3 separate regions of the Gossypium hirsutum genome follow, and regions 2 and 3 are each linked to region 1. A link is a contact called in public Hi-C data. All regions are on one chromosome and are shown on one strand. The core of a region is the stretch at or near the end of the contact, and the rest is flanking DNA. Distances in the headings are between cores, read along the strand shown. Region 1 holds the start of LOC107888720. Region 2 holds the start of LOC107888708 (AUGMIN subunit 6). Region 3 holds the start of LOC107888701 (glyceraldehyde-3-phosphate dehydrogenase 2, cytosolic).

Region 1 (4,014 bases), core at 1,012-3,511:
AGATGAGCTTTGGCGGATTTGCATGGAGGCTCGATGTTAAGGCTGCTCTCAGTTTGGGACTCTAACGATGGGAACCCAACCCATTCCCATAGTTTTTGCAGGTAATTTAAACTCCTTTTTTTTTTTCAAAACAAATTATACAACAACAATAAGGGTTAAATAAAGTATTTTTTTTCTTTAATATATATGGATTATAAAAGATCAGATTAGGAGGGAGGGAATGAGATTGATAATGTATTGGTAAAGGGAAAAAAATAAAGAGAAAAATCAAATATATACTAACAAATAATAACGTGGTAGGTTTTAGTCTTTCAATTCTAATGGGGATTCATTATTTTTTAGGAGTCGTGTTTACATTGACAATCTAAGACCATATAAAAGCTTTATTTAGATAAAAACATGAGTCACATAGGGATAGGGTTTGACCATATAAGGTTAACCATTTAGTTAACTTTATTATTACTTATAATTTCATATAACATTTTTTAAAAAAAATTGAGACTTGTAACCAAAAATAAAATAAAAGATAAATTCGAATATAAATTATTGATAGAAAAAACCAAGTAAAAATATGAGTAAAATTGAAGACATTAACAAATAAAAAAAATAACAGGAAGAATAATGCAATTAATAAAACATTGAAGCTAATTTTTAATGTAAAAGTGTTTTTAAGTACAATCAATCAATGCTTATAAATAGACCATTTCATGGACCAGAAAAGGAAGGCCCTTTCCATAGGAAATAAATCTTAGAGAGATATATTAAATACATTATTTGAAATTAATGTTGTATTAAATATAGTTATGATTTTTAATATGTCACACATTTACAAATCTAAAATAAAAAATGAAACCTCAATCAATGCATATATTTTTATGTATTAAATAGCATAAAGTATATTTATGTTGTTTTAAATAAATAAATAAATAAAACAATAAAACGTAAGAAAATCCTTGTAAATTTAAAAACAAAAATTATTTATAGCTTAGCTAATATAATGATTGAATTAAAAAAAAGAGTATCTCAAGTCACTCTTAAGTTTTTAACTTTAAGGTGAATCGATCCTAAAATACGATGCCTAAAATTAAAAGCAAACACAGAATTTGTTTTAGGAAGGCATTTTTAATAGTAACTGTGTTTCTTGTAGTAAAAAACAATGTTATTATTAAAATAATCTGAAAGTAATTATGAAATAAGCACGTGGCAACAGCAGACATCCCCAACCAACCCGTTTTCCCATCCCATAATGCGAACACCTTTCAAATAAAATCGGATGACGTCACAAATCTTTAACCCATAATATCCATTCACATCTTTATCGAATCCGCCACGCGTCCCTCTTCCTACTTTCTTGTTTCCTTTCATTATATCAACTCTTCCACGCGCCATTTTTTGCCAAGTGACCCTCACTCCATTTAACTATTCACTTCCAACTTTACATAGATATTCCTCTTCGATTCTTTTATTTTTAGTGAAAATTATTTTATTAATTCTTATTAGGTTTGTTACATACATAAACTTTTCAAATATATATATTTAGTTGTTTCTTTTTTAAATATATAAAATATTATTTTATATATATAATAACCTTAAAGAACGTGAAATTAATAATTTTTATATCTTTAAAAAATAAATTTTATTTTATGAATAAAAGTTAGTAATTCCATCGGATGTAATTACATGTGTTTAGCTATTTATTATAATTAGTGGTTTTATTGAGGTGAAGGAATTACAATTTCTTTAATTGCAAGGTGTAATTATAATTCTTACAATTGTTAAAAAAATTCATTTTCTGTTGAATTTTTTAATAATTTGGTTATAAATTTATTTTTATAGTAAATTTGTAAAAGAGATTTGAAAATTTACTACTGTGATTAGTTGGAAGGAAGGTGGGATCACGGCGAGAAGTGGCGAGTGGAGGCATTAAGATATGAAACAATAGGCACCGAATTTAGAGGTAGAAAGCTAATGAACAAGGACCATGTGTCCACTTTCTCGAACCTCCCCCTTTTGTGCTCTTTTCCATTTCATTCAACAGTAGAAAAATACTCTGCTCTCTAGACAATGCCCACGTGTCCCTCTCTTTCGGCAGTGCTGTACACTAGCCTTCTTCCCATTGGTTCTGTCTGTGGACCCTCTTACTTTTCATTTGGGTTCCACCTCTTAACTTTCGACCAATCAAAACACTCAGCTGTTCCTTTCTTGCCCTAGCCACGTGTTGCTTCTCTGTTAATTTGCCGCTAGATTATCGCTTCTCATAACCAAAACCCTCTGGAAAAAAAAAAAAAAGGGAAGCGGAGCAGAGTTAGCTACACAGGTGGGAAGCGACAAGAAGGGAAGCGAAGCTTTGATTCTATTCTGGAGGTGGTTTAAACGGCGTCAGAGAGATGAACGGTGAAGAGAAGCGGAGCAGGGTTAGCTACGCAGGTGGTGCACCAGATAAGATGGTGATAAACCCGATAATGTTAAGATTCCGGCCGATAGCCCCTAAACCGGTTTCCGGTGAGTCAGGTTCTGATGGGGTTCGGTTTGATAACAAAAATTTGTTGCTTTGTAATCCAAGAGCTAAAAGAAAGTACGTTAGGGTTCGAAAGAATAATATGAGAAGAAAGAAAAGATCATCGTCAGATCAAGCTCATCATGATGAAGCTTCAAACAATCCTCAGACGATTGTTACTTTGCAGCTATTGCCTGAGAAAACTGAAGGGAACGGATCGATTAACAATCAAAACGGTAGAGTTTTGGGGGAAAATCAAGATCCACTTTATTTATGTAACTTGAACTTCAATAACCGTTGGGTTGATCGTTTGGGAGCTGTGGAAGAACCTAATCGGACGGTTCTGATGAGTCAAACGAGGAAAGCAACGGTGGTGGAGTCGTGGGTGACGGTGGAGAGCGTGACGGACAGTTGCATGGAAGTGAGACAGCTAGGGAGTACGGACGTGGAGATGATAAAGAATCTGGAGAGTGACACGTGTCCAGGGTTTATATCAGATGGTTTGAATAGGGTTCAGTGGGTTAATGGAGCTTACAAGAGGATGTTGATGGTAGTAGGGGAAGCAAATGACGGCCGGCCGCCACCGGAGATAATGGTCTGGCTTGTGTTCAAACAAGAATTGCCTAGGTTTTGCACTGCATTTTCATGCAAGGTAAGGTTGCAGTATACATGGCACAAGGAGAAGTTCTCAAGGATGTTGCCATGTGATGTCTGGAAAATGGAAGGCAGTGGTGGTGGTGGTTGTTTAGCGTGGCGGCTGGACGTCGAGGCTGCTCTCAGTCTCGGCCGGTGAGGGAAATGAGGATTCAAAGGAGTAAATAAGGGGGGAAATGAAGCAAATTAATAGAATAATCAGGTAATGTGGACTGTTTATTTTAGTAAAAAGAAGAGAATTCAACAGAAAAAATGAAGACTAAACACAAAGCAAACAAGCAAAAACAAATGGGGTGAATTATTAACTATTAACCAATCAATCTCCATATTCTTAGGAATCCTGAACTCTTGAATTTTGCTTTTATTAAATCTATATTTTTGTGTAGTTTATAGTGTTAGTAGCAAAGTGTTGGGTTGGCAAAGCAAGATTTGCTGGCAGCTGGTACGAATAACTTTCCTTTTTCTTTTTCATCTCTTAATTTTATTGGGACAAGTATTGGACAGGTGGTGGATGCTACTCAATCTCGATACAATTAAAACAACCCCAGGATATATATTATATACATATAACCAACAAACTGTTGAGGTGATAGCGACTTTATCACATAATAGTAAAAATATGAGTTCGATATGACGGGATATATTGGGTTTACACAAAAAATTATATGTAAATATATGCATGTGTATGTGTCGGGATAAAGCTAGATAACCTAGGCTACTTTAATGATATATGTATATATTATATAATGGCTAGGTTAGAGTAACTGGTGAAGAGGAGGTGTATTGTTTTTTGTGGAGTTTGCTGATTTTGGCTGGTAGGTAGGTTGGTTCACTAATTGAGTTGATAAAGGTTTTGGTTGTGG
Region 2 (4,014 bases), core at 441-2,940, 420 kb before region 1:
GCACTTACTTTTACGAGATAAAATAGACTCCCATAAGCGAGTAGCCTTCGAAACCAAATGAGAATTCTGACTTGAAGTAGAGACGAGATCATCCCATTGCTCTCCTTCCAACTTCACTTTGTTCCTTAAGTCATGTAATTTTTCCAGCTCTTGCTGCAAATAAGCCTAAGATCCAGGTTTTCTAAGTTAAAGATATTAAATTAAAGCCATCCCTTAATAGCAAGAGGGATTATATTGATATTCAACATAAAAACTCAAAAAAGCATGCAAATAAGTAATTAACCGTTATCTACTTACCTCCTCAGCGCAAAGGCCACGAAATTCTGCAGTCATTTCATGAGCCAAATTAGACCACATAGCCTGTCTCTGCACTGCTGTTTCAGAATTTTTCAAAAATCTCCTCCTTTCAAGTGCTATTCTAGCCTGTTAAAAAACAAGCATGTTACTTCATAGATATGGAAGATCTAATAAAGAAAAGCACTTTGAAAAGTAAATGCTCGGTGTATTGAATGATGATTGATGATAAGTGCTGTTACCATACAAGAAGTGAACTATGATGATATAGGAAAAGTAACATAGAAACAACCAAAAAAACAAAGCACAGACCTAATATAAGGAACTTCAAATGTACTTCATACGAAAAGTTCATAGAGAAGCATTACCTTTGTTACAGGAAGTAGTGTGGCCGCATGTGAAAATGCAACATCAGTCAATGGTGCAGGCAATGGGTTAGAAGCAACATCTGCCGCAAAATTCCTTCTATGAAACTCTCTCAATGCATGCAATGAAAGTTGCCACAAAAGCTCAACAAATCTACAACAAAAAACATAAGAAAGCCTAATGTGAGAATGAATTAACAAATTTCGTTAATGAAGAAAACCTACCCGTAAATAAAACAATTCAGGCTTTTTGAATCTTGCACTGATATTCAGTGCCAATAGTAAACTATCCACTCTGATGAACCAAATGCAATTAGAACTAAGTAAAAGAGGCAAGCTAATCATATACTTTTTTCCATTTTGCTGGATTTTGAATTTTCTTGGGAAATCAAAGAGAAATTAACTACTAACCTCGGTCCACAGCAAGTAGCAAGCGAAGAAACCCTCGAATTACTCCTCGGTAGAGCTCCTTGTGCTTCCAGCTCAGTAATTATCCCTTGCACAACCTAAATTAACAACAAATAAATAAAATTTCAACAAAACAGTAAAATTCAAAAAAGAAAAAGAAAAGAAGAAAACTCGAAAAATCAACCTTTCGAAAATCACGAGATTGCGCTGAGTCAAAAATCGGCCAAACTCTATCGAAATCCTGAAAGATCCGAGAGCAAAAAGCCAAACTTAAAACCAATACGGACCAGATCAAAACTAAACCGAATGGGAAAAAAAAGGAATAGGATCATTACTCTGGCGGATTGAGCGGGGCCACGAAGAGAAGAGAGGATGAAGTAAAGAAGCTGTTCCCCTAATTTAGGGTTCGAATGACGGAAAAGTCCGACCCGAGGGGTTCCGTTCGAGGCTCGGAGTCCGATTATGGATGGATCCAAACCTAAAAGCAAGCAATTCGTATACATTGCGCTTTCGAGCTCTATCTCTCTCTCCTTTTCTCTATCCATTGTCATCTCTCTCTCTCTGGGGAAATTTTCTTTAGAAAATAAAAGAAAGGATTAAACATTGAAATTTAGACATGGTGAGTTTTTAGTAGGGGCGTAAGTTTAAATTTTATAAAGTTGGGGGACTTTGTTTGGAAATTCGGAATGGGACCGTAGGGATAAAGTGAGTCACGTTTAGCCGTTTGAAATTGATGGAGACTAGAGACATAAAGTGAAAGGGCCGATGCTAACGTGCGCTGGTGAATAAAAAATGAATTCCAGAGTGACGTGTTCCTTAGGGAGGCTAACGTGCGCTAAACCGTTGCCGGCCTGCTCTGAAAATGTTTAAGGTGGCAGCATCCGGTTTTTTTGTACGTCCCTTTTTTTTGTTTTGTTTTTACCTCGTTGTTCGTTGGATCATTCAAATTTTATCTTCTTTTTTTTTTTAAACTTTCCCAGTTATATATATTATTACAAGATCAAAGTTTGAATTTTAATTTTAGAGCTAATAATAAAAATTGCCTCTACCACAATTTTATAATTTTTATAAGAGCAAGGTAAGTCTGTTATTTAGAGATTAAATTTGAAATTAACAAATTAACATTGTGGGTGTAATTTAATATATTTATATTCTAACTTACTTCATTATAATTATACAGATTATGATAAAAGTGTTACAAATAAGGAAATAAAATAAAATTATCATAGGTGGATGATGCACTAAGCCTTGATTATTGCCTTTTCCGTAATTCAATGCTTTCGCAAGCCAATGACTTTCTTTTGCTTAGCTTGAGTGCAAAAATTTAAATTGCTTGAAAGGCGAAAGAATGAGTAGAAAGAGGATATAGAATATTGTTAATATTCTCAGAAAAAACCTTTAATACTCTTTAAGGACAACACACCCAATTTTTAATTAATAAAATTATTTACATTTTTTTGAACCAAAAAAAATTATTGTTTAAACTTTTTTATATTATTTTCATTTATTCACTTGGATGGTAGGTGAGCTATTGAGAGCCTTCAGAAAAACCCCAAACTTAGCCTTTCTTTACATTAACGGCAACCGTTTAGCCCTTGTTGTTCAGTCTTGTTCTTTCGTTTCTCCTCCGTCTACACTCCATCTCCCCCACCTTCTTCGAAATCTTTCCCACTGGTTTCTGGTTAATCTCTCTGCGACTTAAGGCAACCATCGTCTCTCTTCTATTCCCCCTCCCTCCATCGATGCATCCTGGTCTCTATAATCTCATTCTTTATTCTCTTTGGTGATGATTGGCACCAGTTTGCTTTAACCGTTCGTCTTTGCTTTTTTTATTTTTTAACAAGTTCTAATTTGTACTTTTCACCTTTGTCTGTTCCTCTTTACTTATTCCTTACTCTTAATCTTATTTCACGATTATGATTTATCATCATATATATTTAAAGCTGGTAAAATAGGCCAAGCCCAAAAACTTATCCATGTTAATTTGAGTTTGTAATGATCTGAGCCCAATAAAATTTAAGCTTTGAAACTGATTTAGTTTAAGCCCGAGATAAGTACAACTCAAAAATTAAAAATACCCAATTTCATAATTAAATGGTCATAATAAACATTAATAATTAATATATTTCTATGATATTATTTGAAATATAAATAAATGATAAATCTTTATTTTTTTAAAAATATATATATAAGCATAGCATATTTATATTAAAACTTTATTAATAGAAAAAATAATTATTAATAATTTTCTATATTAAATTATAAAGTTAAATAAATTTTTAAAAGTATTAATTTAAAATAAAATATTTTTAATACTATAGTTATATATGTATAGTAGATATATAAATTAATAATTATTAAAATATATAAAAATAAATTTTAATGATAATTTAATAATATAATATATAACTATTACCGAAACTGAAATCGATTACTTAACTTGCCCTTAAACTAATATACTAAATTAGTATATTACTAATACATAAAATAATATTATAATATATAACTTTTATTAAAAATATTAATACATATATAACTATTGTAATAATATAAATTATAATAAAATATATGGTGTCACATGATATTATAATGTTTAATCATCAACGCATATATATAAACTATTAATAAATAGTATGATACGATACAACATTATGTAACATAGTAGGTGAGCTAACTTTTAAATGTAGCAAAAGTATAGAGACTTAGAGCATGTTTCAATCGATATAATAATAAATAGTAATATATAATATGTACTACTATTATATATAACTATTATTATGATATAGATTATAATAAAAGATATAATATTACATACTATTATAATGTTTAATCATTTATGTATGTATATAAACTATTAATATATTATATAATATAGTAAAAGGGCTAACTTTTAAATGTATGAAAAGTATAGAGATTTAGAGTAAATTTCAACTAGTATATTAATAAA
Region 3 (4,014 bases), core at 732-3,231, 330 kb before region 1:
CGGTTAGCAAACAAGTTGTAAAATTTGGCTATAAAAGCCATTCAAAACTATTGTAATAGGAGTTCTTTTTTTTGGAGAAAAAAGGAGAGAGTCTCGAATACAAGAAAAAGAGAGACTTTCGATACAAGAAATACACGAGATTAATCAAAAATCAAACCAAAAGAGGTGCTTTTTTCGTCAATTCTCGTTTTAAGTTCCTTGTTTATTTTATTTTATCTTTCAATTTTATTTTATTTTTTACATAAGAAGTAAAAATAAGGGGAAGAAGCTTATCCATTTTGAAATTACCGAAAAAGGGTTTTTTTTTAGGTTCGGCCGTCGTGTACAGTGGTGCCGATGGCGGCGCGTGGAGGTTCGGTGACCAGAGCAAGGCCAGACCGATGGCCAAATTTAGAAGGGAAGGGAAGAGTGTTATTTTTAATATTGTTATTATTATTATTATTATTATTTTATTACTTTTACTATTATTCTATATACTATTACTGATTTATTATCATTATTAATAGTAACGTAATAGTATTTTTATTATTTTATTATTTTTTTACCTTTTTATTACTATTATTATTAACTTACTATTATTATTTTTATCAATATAATATTATTTTTTTTATATTATTATTGTTATTAGCACGTATATTATTATTATTAGTGTATCATTGTTATTTTCTATTTTATTATTACTTTTATACTATTGTTTCTATTTTTATTATTTTCATTTTTCTATTTTATTATTACTTTTATACTATTGTTTCTATTATTATTATTTTCATTACTTCCGTTATTATTATCATTATTTTCTATTATCATTAATATGTCGTTTGTTTATTATTATTTTATTATTATTATTATTAACACTATTATCATCATTATATTTATTTTTTTTAATATCATTTCCATTATTTTTTAAATTATTATTACTATTATTTTTATTATCCGTCCTATTTTTAAACTATTTCATTCAATATTTTGTTGTACGTGTGTTTATTTTCCCCCTCCCGAATTAAATTAAATTTTTATTCGAATTTTCTTTGTTATTCTATCTTTTATCTCTATATTATTTTATTTATTATTATTTTTGTCTAGATTTTTCAAGTAAAGGCAATATTCGATACTTGGAAATTCAAGAAATCGTGTCCTAACGTACTAGGTTTCAGTTTTTCGTTTGATCTAAGTAACCGATTATCCTTTTAAAATAAAATACATGAGTTTTAAATAACATAAAGGCAATATTCCGTATTTAAAAATTCGAGTAGTCGTGCCCTAACATACTGGGTTTCGATTTTCCGTTTGATCTAAATATCCAAATATCCTTTTTAAAATTTAAATACATGTGTTTTAAATGAAATAGAAGGCAAGCTCATAATCGAGGGTCGATGTGTTGTGTCCTAACGTACTGGATATAACATTTTATCTTAAGATGAAACGGTCATTGGCATACGTTTTAATTCATCCAAATACTTCAAAAAAACATTAACACTAAGAGGAATCATATTTTAAACTCTTGTCAAATTTTTAATTTTCAACATTAAGACACTGAATAATCAATTAGGTACTAAATTTGGGCGTGACAAGAGTGATAACCCTTCCTCGCACGTAATCGACTCCCAAACCTGTTTTTCCAATTTTCGCAGACCAAAATTGTTGTTTTGATAAATCAATCTGTTTATTGAAAAACGACCACGTTTTGAGGTGACCCGATCACACTCCATCAAAAAGGATCGGTGGCAACTTTAAAATTTCGTTTTAAACAGTCGATTCCCGTTTTTTAAAAAAATAATTTCGACAGCTTAGAAACTCTAAACTTTCATTTTAAAAAGTCGATTCCTATTTTTCAAAAACAGATTAGTCCTAGAAGATATAATCAGACGTGACGAACTTGACTGATAGACTTAAGAAGAAAAGAAGATCATTAATTCATTTATGGATTTATTCATTCTGCACTGTACTCTTTGATTTTACGTTTTTACCCTTGCTTCTTCTTCTTCTCATCATCATCCAAGTGACACGTGAGCTACGACCCCACTTTCCTCGTGAGAATCTCCGTCATTTGCCCTTTTCTATCATTCTGTCACCAACACTTCCTCTCGTATATAAACAACCCTCCTTTTTACTCATTTTTTCCTCTCAATTCTCACTTCCTTTACTTCCGTTCTTTTGCCGTCGTATTTTTTTTCAGAGATTTGTTTTTTTTCGCTTCTTTCGATATGGGGAAGATCAAGATCGGAATCAACGGTACTATTATTATTATTATTGATTTTGTTTTTAAATTATGGATCTGATTTTCTTTTTCTGTTTGGTGAAGGATTTGGAAGGATCGGGCGTTTGGTTGCCAGAGTTGCTCTCCAAAGTGAAGATGTTGAGCTCGTTGCTGTTAACGATCCTTTCATCACCACCGATTACATGGTTCGTACACTGTATTTTCCTTCCTATTTCTCACTTATTTACTAGGTTTTGGCATTAGTCTCCGTGCATGTTTGTATTATATTGGTTTTAGTTTTAAGAAAGCTGATCTGATCTTCTCTGCTCTGAGATGAGTGATGATTTGAATTTTTTTCTTTCTTTCTTTCTTGTGATATGATTCTTGAACTTTTAGTGTTACCTAACAGAGCATGATGAAATAGTTTAAATTTCAACTGGTAAACTGATGTATTTCTTGTTCGATCTTTAAGAGATTTATTATAAACTTACTGGTTCTGCTTAGGTTTTTTTTAGTGAGCGAATCTTGTGTCTAATTTGAAAAGAAAGGATGAAAAATGAAGAACCGTTTTAATCAGTTTTTTTAACGATTTAATTATTGATGTGATTTGATAATTGTATTTGTACAGACCTACATGTTTAAGTATGACAGTGTTCACGGTCAATGGAAGCACCATGAGCTTAAGGTGAAGGACTCAAAAACCCTTCTCTTTGGTGAAAAGCCTGTCACTGTTTTCGGCATCAGGTGATATCATGTGTTTCTTTTTCAAAATGGGTTGTTGTAATTGACTTGAGGAACATGGTGAGTTTTCCATTTAGGAGCTATTTTTTTTATTGGCTTTTGATTTATGCCAGAAACCCTGAAGAAATCCCTTGGGGTGAGACTGGAGCTGATTATGTCGTTGAGTCTACTGGTGTTTTCACTGACAAGGACAAAGCTGCTGCCCATTTGAAGGTTTGTGATAATAATTTGATCCTATGCTTTTTTGGAGTTAAGGCCCCCAAAAGTTGTGTTTGGAACTTGATTTTCTTCTTCTTATCTTCGTGTATGGTATTCTCATCTGATCTATGCTTTTTCACTTTTTAGGGTGGTGCAAAGAAGGTAATCATCTCTGCTCCCAGTAAGGATGCTCCCATGTTTGTTGTGGGTGTCAATGAGAAGGAATACAAGCCTGACCTTCACATTGTATCCAATGCTAGCTGCACTACCAACTGCCTTGCTCCATTGGCTAAGGTAATAGTGGTTTCCCTTTTATTTGTTTTGGAGCTTCTGACAAATAGTTTTATCTTCATGGTAATAATGGTCTTGTAAACATGGTGGCAGGTCATCCATGACAAATTTGGCATTGTTGAGGGTCTTATGACCACTGTCCATTCGATTACTGGTAAGTATATATGGTGTTTTATTGCTTTCTGTTGCTATCCGTATGTATTGTTTATTGATTAGTCTCTTCACTTCAGCTACTCAAAAGACCGTTGATGGTCCATCAATGAAGGACTGGAGAGGTGGTAGAGCTGCTTCGTTCAATATCATTCCTAGCAGCACTGGAGCTGCCAAGGTATATAATCATCTTTAGATTTTCAAATACTAATAACTGTATTCACCTTTGAATAAATGTATTATGATCAACAATGACTGTCTTTATTATTTTTAAATAGTCGTTGGATTCGAAGTTTGACAGTTTATATTGTAATTGTATAGGCTGTTGGCAAAGTGTTGCCATCATTGAATGGCAAGCTGACTGGAATGGCATTCCGTGTTCCCACAGTTGATGTCTCTGTAGTTGACCTCACGGTTAGGCTTGAGAAGAAGGCTTC

The links. Hi-C and Micro-C count contacts between places; a contact is called where the count stands out from the background.
Region 2: a Hi-C map of leaf shows a contact between it and region 1, with 2.1 times the contacts expected there. The contact joins the promoter of LOC107888708 here to the promoter of LOC107888720 in region 1. A contact is called at or near these places in 4 of 34 Hi-C or Micro-C datasets (callus and leaf).
Region 3: a Hi-C map of leaf shows a contact between it and region 1, with 2.5 times the contacts expected there. The contact joins the promoter of LOC107888701 here to the promoter of LOC107888720 in region 1. A contact is called at or near these places in 10 of 34 Hi-C or Micro-C datasets (callus, hypocotyl, leaf and 1 more).

Annotation. Positions count from the first base shown.
Region 1 is chrA09:15,386,576-15,390,589 of Gossypium_hirsutum_v2.1, forward strand. It overlaps LOC107888720, which reads left to right and starts at 2,262. Exons shown (of 2, transcript XM_041077803.1): 1 at 2,262-3,353; 2 at 3,538-4,014. The coding sequence starts at 2,388. The coding sequence ends at 3,290. It overlaps LOC107888721, which reads left to right. Exons shown (of 2, transcript XM_041077804.1): 1 at 1-101. The coding sequence ends at 65.
Region 2 is chrA09:14,969,620-14,973,633 of Gossypium_hirsutum_v2.1, forward strand. LOC107888708 (AUGMIN subunit 6) reads right to left here and starts at 1,691. Exons shown (of 13, transcript XM_016812885.2): 1 at 1,403-1,691; 2 at 1,252-1,308; 3 at 1,071-1,165; 4 at 663-813; 5 at 298-423; 6 at 9-165. The coding sequence starts at 1,618.
Region 3 is chrA09:15,052,472-15,056,485 of Gossypium_hirsutum_v2.1, forward strand. LOC107888701 (glyceraldehyde-3-phosphate dehydrogenase 2, cytosolic) reads left to right here and starts at 1,982. Exons shown (of 11, transcript XM_016812878.2): 1 at 1,982-2,232; 2 at 2,303-2,403; 3 at 2,826-2,941; 4 at 3,052-3,151; 5 at 3,284-3,430; 6 at 3,521-3,581; 7 at 3,658-3,755; 8 at 3,899-4,014. The coding sequence starts at 2,205.